Regions from separate parts of the Mus musculus genome. Here region 1 is linked to region 2. The links are chromatin contacts, called in public Hi-C maps. All regions are on one chromosome and are shown on one strand. The core of a region is the stretch at or near the end of the contact, and the rest is flanking DNA. Distances in the headings are between cores, read along the strand shown.

The links. A called contact is a pair of places that touch in the nucleus more often than the background predicts.
Region 1: a contact with region 2 is called in a Hi-C map of cerebellum, with 2.8 times the contacts expected there. The contact joins two enhancer-like sites. A contact is called at or near these places in 2 of 484 Hi-C or Micro-C datasets (the N1E-115 cell line and cerebellum) and 1 of 115 datasets of contacts at active chromatin or transcription factors (differentiating embryonic stem cells).

Annotation. Positions count from the first base shown.
Region 1 is chr16:85,679,039-85,682,322 of GRCm38.p6, reverse strand. No RefSeq gene overlaps it. Among named protein-coding and RNA genes, the nearest start is that of Gm52244, 120 kb to the right of the region's middle. Within about 2 kb of position 1,767, at least 26 of the 459 cell types and tissues checked have an H3K27ac peak or open chromatin away from gene starts, as enhancers often do. A contact at or near this core is called in cerebellum, where this site is marked.
Region 2 is chr16:85,298,900-85,302,750 of GRCm38.p6, reverse strand. No RefSeq gene overlaps it. Among named protein-coding and RNA genes, the nearest start is that of Gm41483, 23 kb to the left of the region's middle. Within about 2 kb of position 2,425, at least 3 of the 459 cell types and tissues checked have an H3K27ac peak or open chromatin away from gene starts, as enhancers often do. A contact at or near this core is called in cerebellum, where this site is marked.

The DNA of each region.
Region 1 (3,284 bases), core at 518-3,017, 380 kb before region 2:
ACACACACACACACTCTCTCTCTCTCTCTCTCTCTCTCACACACACACACACACACACACACACACACACACAGAATATATACACTGACAAATAATTTTTACTTCTTTTTTCCATGTCAAATGTAAGTGTTAATATTATAACAGATACCAAAGAGCTCTCAGGTTTTCACCATTAAGACCTACATATTCAGAGAATTAAGAAATCATTTTAGCTTTGCTAATTACGATGAAACATTTCTAAAGTGTCTATAATAAAGGCCTCATGAATATTATCTAAATTTCATTCCAGCAACATACCAGGCAGACCGTGTAGCTGTTAGGAATTTTTGTGATAACAAGTACATTGTCAAGTACAAGCTTCCACAATAAAAGAAGGTGACTAGGTAACATGTTCTAAGTAACTCTGATTGGCTGATAACTTTTGAGAGGGAAGAAAATGCGAATGAGCATCTAATTCTCCACTTGAGATTGAGTTGCCAAGTTGCAAAGATGTAGATAATAAATATTGTTGACTCCTAGCTAGCATAATAATGTAAAGGAATACAGCATTTTCATAACTGGCATACCATTTCAATGTGTTTCTATGTCCATCATTTTAAAATCTCACTTAAAGCCTAACAGACATTACCAGAAGTGCACGTTACACACACATACACATTTATAGCATTTAATTGAATACTAGTGTAGCTGTGACTTTTCTCATTGCTATGATCAAGCCTCAGACTGGATTCATCTGAATGGAGGAAAGGTTTATGTTCGCCTGGGTGTCACGGGAGTGAGGTGGTGGACAGAAAGGAGAGTCTGTCTGGGACCCCAGCCTAAACTCAGGGTGGGTCTGCCCACCTCAGTCAACTCAGTCTAGAAACTCCCTCACCAAGGTGTCCAGTGATTTGTGTCTGCAGCAGTTCTGAGTCCTGTCAAGCTGACTGGCCATCAATACTAGCTATCCCACCAGTTGCTAAACATTTTGGCACAAATTATGATCCATTAGTTCCCAAGAAAAATAGAACACTGTTTCACTGAAACTCTGACCATGACTGAATAATTTTCCCTGTTTTAACTCTTGGGATTTTTGTCTTATTCTTTCTGCCACTGTTTACAATATTAGATCAGTTTTGCCTATAGTGCTAAGATCTAAGGACAGCTAAAGAACTTCTACATGTGTCTAAGAGGGTTTATCTCACATTTTTGCTAAGCACCACTTAACTAGTTATTGAAATGCTCTTTAATTTTACCACTAATTCTTATCTAGCTATTTGAAATGTCAATATTAAGGAGGCTTCCCCAAAACAATATTGTTACACTTTTTGGAAACATCTATTGCTTACATTATGATTAATGAGAGAGAGAGAGAGAGAGAGAGAGAGAGAGAGAGAGAGAGAGAGATAACACACATATGCAAATGATATCCTTCAGCAGGCTTGTGGTTGTATATATTTCCAAAGATTCATTTCCTGTGCCTCTATCACTTGCTCTAAAGATAAGAACATCCCCATCTAAAAACCGTCACTCTTTCTTCTCAGGCGTCCGTCCTCCGAGGGTCTCTGCCTACGAAATCTTCTCTGGCAATCATCATCGCCCAGCCTGCAGATCAGGTTTCCTTGCTTCTCCCTTTCTGTTCCTCTTGCCTTTGCTGGCTGTGTCACAACTCTGTGGGTGGTCTGCTGTCATCACACTGTGCACCTGTCCCAATTAGCAAGCCTGAGCTGTTGCCAACACAGCAGGCTGAGTGCTGCTAAGCTGCCCCGTGGTGTGACCTCATGGCTCACCAGGCAGCATCTGGATGGTAGGTGCTGTCTAGACACCCGTTGGCTGGGACTGCGTGGTAGGCGAAGGGTATGGAGCCGGAGGTTTCTCACAGCATGGTTCAAGGTCAGAAAAGCACTCATGAGAAAATTAACATCTGGGACCAACTTACCCATCTCTGTCCTCTGGGAGCATCATGGGACCTGACACATACCAGCCTCAGATATTTGTTGAAATGTGTGTAGCAACTCTGCTTTTCCTTTGTGATCACAAAATCTAGAGTAATGTTGAGTCCAAGTACAGGACAACTCATGGGAGAAGAATTCTGGATTCCAATCTTCCTCTGCTGTATTTCAGCTTTGTGACAATGACTGTGTTTGTGGCGACCCTTTGCCCCAGTTTCATACTCTGTTTGCCCATCAGTGGCCTTGTTAGTGTGACCGGGATTCTTATTTAAAAAACAAAGGAAGAAAGGAAGGAAGGAAGGAAGGAAGGAAGGAAGAAAGAAAGAAAGAAAGAAAGAAAGAAAGAAAGAAAGAAAGAAAGAAAGAGAGAAAGAAAGAGAGAGAGAGAGAAAGGAAGAGAGAAAGGAAGAAAGCAAGCAAGCAAGCAGTGGCTTTGAAAAGTACTTAACATATAACTAAGAGACAAGTTTAAAGCTCAGAAATCACTGCAGTTTTGTTTGTTTTTGAGACAGAAACTCTCGTGGCCCAGAATGGCCACTCGAAATCCCTGGGTAACTAACGATGGCTTCAAACCTGTGATTCTTCTGTAACTAGCTCCCATGGGCTGGGATTACAGGCCTGAGCCATAATAGACTGTGTGGTTCTAGAGACAGAACCAGATCTCATCCATGCTGGGCAAGTTCCCTATGAACTGAGAAACATTCCAGCCTCATACCGTAATGTTTTTTTTAAAATCACAGTTCATTTCATCTGTAATCTTCTACTCAGCCTACCCACTTTGATAATTTTCCCACTCCTGTGCTTTTTAAATAGGACACCTATTTAACAACATTGCCAGTGAGCAATCAGAGTTAGTCAAAAGCGCTTCTTTACCTTCCTGTACTCCAGATCTTAAACTGGCCTCAGTAATGTCTTTGCAAAGACAGAGACTCCCAGCAACATTCTTGGGACCTTCATAAAGAGAGAGGAGAGGTGAGAGAATGTCCTAAGTCTTCCCTCCAAGCCTCAGCCATAAGTTTTTGATACACAGGTGCTAAGGAACCAGGCACCTCAACCTTGAGTTGTTGTCAGAAAACAATAAAGTGAGAAATGGAAACAGGAATCACTTTGACACAAGCATTCCCTAGGACTGAATGTTATTCTGGGTTTTATGTCTGCAGGTTTTATACAGCAAGGTGGGCTGTTCTCAGAGAGAGAGAAGGATACAGAGATGGCCTGTCCTTAGGGAGAGAGAGAGAGAGAAGGATACAGAGATGGCCTGTCCTTAGAGAGAGAGAGAGAGAGAGAGAGAGAGAGAGAGAAGGGAAGAAGGCAAGGGGGAACCTGCTGGAAGAAACCTTGACACATCCCAAT
Region 2 (3,851 bases), core at 1,176-3,675:
CAATATTTATTTAACCACCCCCTCTTAGCGTCTCTGTTGCCACAGTCAGAAGGTCTTTATTGCTGTATTAAAATAGGCGAGAGCGATCACCCCTCATTATGTTCCCATATGAAAATGTCAAAGACAAACTCGTTAAATAAAAAACACCCAGTCTATGTAATAAAAATTGACAATTGAAAAGAAAATGTGATCACAGATTCCAGGTCCTCTTCTGCCATCTCAGTAGAGCCACAATAGAGCTGTGGTGTTAATGTTTTCTTTGGGGGACAGCAGATGCAAGCTGAGCGCTCCTGGAAGGACTTGACCCTGTACCTGGACTTACCATAGAGAACTCTGTTATCCAAATTCCATCTCCTAAGAAATGGTCCCACAGCCAGGATGGGACTAAAAATGGCCTATTCCCCTTGACTTCATTTGTGAGCATTGGAAGTACCATTCACCTCTGTTGTTTTAGAATCACCTGAAGTCTCTTTTGCACCTGCACTCTGTGTCAGCTTTTTGGTCCTCTCAGTCTTGATACCTGATTTATTTACTTTTCTGTTGCAGTGATAAAATATTATGACCTACAGCAACTTAAGAAAGAAATCTTCTGGCTTATTAGTTATGAGGGATTCATTCCAGAATCCCAGGGGTACTGGCAGCTGACAGCTAAAAGAGGACGCTGAGCGCTCACATCGTTATCCACATGCAGAAAGCAATGCGAGCGAATTCAAAGTAGGACCAGGATGTAACTCTCAAAGCCGGATGTTCCAGTATCATGTCTTTATAGTTCCATAACCTCCCTCAAGCAGGGCCACCAACCAAGGAACCAACTGTTCAAATATGTGAACCTATGGGAGACATTTTTTCACTCAAATCACCACAGCAAGTGAACTTTCTTACCACTGCATCTTACAAGATTATACTTTAATAAGTCTATTTTTGTCTGCAAGTCTTGGGCTCATAATCACTTTTGGAGAAGCCCAAACTGAATGAACTGATGAAAGAAGCAATTCCAGGAAGGAGACTCTAAAGAAAACACTAAAAGGTGGTTGAACTTCATCTCCTGCCGCCTGGCTGACAATGAGATGCCACCACCCATAGCAACTAGAATACAGATGGAACCTAGCATGCTCCAGTAGAGACATCAAAACATTCCTTCTGTACACTGAGATAGTGTGCCAATGGATAAGACATCACTAGATACTGCAGTGCACCTAACTTTGGTGAGAAATGAGAAGGGAAGTACCAGGGTATAACTGGGTTGCTGAGTGTCACTATAAAGTGTCAGATAAAGGCTGAGTCACAGACTAAGGAACTGAATGAAGATACTAATCATTAGGGCTGGAGAGATGGCTCGGCAGTTAAGAGCACTGACAGATTACTGACTGTTCTTCCAGAGGTCCTGAGTTCAATTCCCAGCAACCACATGGTGGCTCACAACCATCTGTAATGGGGTCTGTTGCCCACCGGTCTCCAGAGTACTCATACAAATAAAGTAAATAAATAAATATTTAATAATATACATGCATATATATGTATACATACAGACATGTAAAAAAAAAGAAACTAATCATTGTAGGCCAGGGTGCATATTAATGTGTTTATTTGAGTTATACAAGAAACAAAATTGGACATTTTCTTGACCAAGAAGAAGAAGAAGATTGGAGAGAAGAATAAGTAGAAAGAGGCTGGCTTGTTTGACAGGAATAACTGGCTGTGCTAACCAGGTAGTGTGGTAGGGCACACATAAGCACAGTGAGCTAAATGGTTGTCTCCCAGCTGTGGGAGCTAGATAAAAGGCTCTGGAATACATATATTTAAAGGCCTATGCAAGATAACAATAAGCTTTCTTTGTACCTAAGCTCTTTGTACCTAATTAAATTTATGACCTGCCAACTTAAAATTCTTTCAACAACTTTTAGTGAATGAGAAAAACCGATGAAGAAGATTATTCTAGATCTTAAGGTAGAAACACACCTTAGAGCTGTGTAGTTTCTTGACACAATGACTTTTTGGGGGGGAGGGGCATGAATGAGATGACGTGCAATCAATTTGTGTCGGAGTAGGCTCTAGGACTGCAGCCAGAGTGTCCTGGTTCCCTACGGGGGTGTTCAGTTTGATACATTTACTTTCTGAAATCCTGCCCTCGCCTAGTGGTAGATGAGCCTCTAATACAGAAGACAGATACTGCTAATTTGAATAAGCAATTCTCTGCAGGAGAAAAACGCCCAGGCAAGGCAGAAGCTGTCCATGGCTTACCGGTAAGGGAATCTTGCTGAGACACCCAGGCGAAGAAAGTGGGTGAGAGAAAGCTAAGCACTCTGAAGAATTAACATTTGTCTCAAGCCTCTCCTGATTGGCCACAGGTTACTTTACAGTGCCAGGCCAGCTACTGAACTGGAAGATAAATTCCACCCAAGCTGCACACGGTGATCACATCTGTCCCCTGACATGTGTGTTCTCTGAGCTTACCCGGTTTCCCTTCCTCCACTGCCAGACTTCAGCCTGACACCCAATGGCTTCCCAATATGTCCCCCGTTCAGAGTTAATTAGCACAATGCCCTGGAGAGTTCTGCAGGCCCCAAACAGAGCCTCGTTAGATCCGGAGCTTGGCTCAAACACAGTGAGATTATATATCCTACTTTGGGCCAAGAAATAACTAACTTCTCTGTGACATTAATGTTTCATTTCTGTGGGTGGTTGCGCTGTATCGTGATGTTGGGATTTTCATTTCTGTTTTGTTTGCTTATATCAGGGGAGTTATTGCTTGCAGAATTGGTTCGAGAGACTAACCCCAAAGCCTGCTATTCTAAGTCTGGGATCTGTCAATGAACTGTATCCCTCAACTCTTTCCTCATTTATTTGTCTCCCATTCTTCCGAATGGTTGAAGGGTTTGGAGTTTTGTTCTGTTATTCTGAAGTATTTGTTTTCTTTTCTTTCTTTTTTATTTTATTTCTAAGTGAGGGTTTACCTGTTTATACTCAGAAGAGTATGGAAGACATGAGTGGCTTGAAAGTGTGTAAGTAAAGGAAGGCATTGAAGTGTATTAAATTCCTCTGCCTTTCATTTGCGATGACTGTAGTACTACATAGTCTAACATGAGAAACTGCATTTTAATAGACAAAGAAGCACCCATGTAAAAGAGCACACAATTCGAGTGGAATATTCCATAAGCAAAGAACAGGAGCTGAGATGACTCACGATGAAAATCCCTGAGAGGTTCAGTGGCCATTAATTCTAAGCAGATGACATTAACAGATGAGCAATCAATACTTTTTTAATTGGAATGCTGCTCCTTTCTTGGTACCTACATAACACAGTTCATTAAGGAGAAAGTATAAATTATTTTTTCATAGCTTCCAGTTCAGGACTGGAGAACAGCTCTTGCTTGAATAAAGACCTTTTCCTTACTCGTGGATTATCATCTCACTATGACGGGATAACTCCACTGACATCTGAGACACCAAGTCTAGAGATAACCTCTCCTGTTCATAGAAATTCTTACTCCATAGAACCCTGCCCTCCACCTCTGACAGTTCAGAGGAAGTAGCCTTGATGCTTGAGAGATGAAATTTTCCCTTCTGGAAAGATTTTTTACACATTGAAAAGTCTGTCATCCAGGGCGAGGGGTCCAGGTTTCACTCTGAAGCAATTCTTCCAACCCATTGACTTCTCTTTGTCACAGGGACATCGTCTAGAGAAGGAAGATGACGGCATTCACTTCCTTGAGATTGTGGTAAGGACTGTAAAGAAGAGCTCTGCAGCATAGATCAGCGTGACAGTAGCATTTACCAACACTATGGGATGAATATTCTCTATTCAAAGCCTTAACAGCTCACCTGCTATTCAAAACAGAAATGTCATGAGG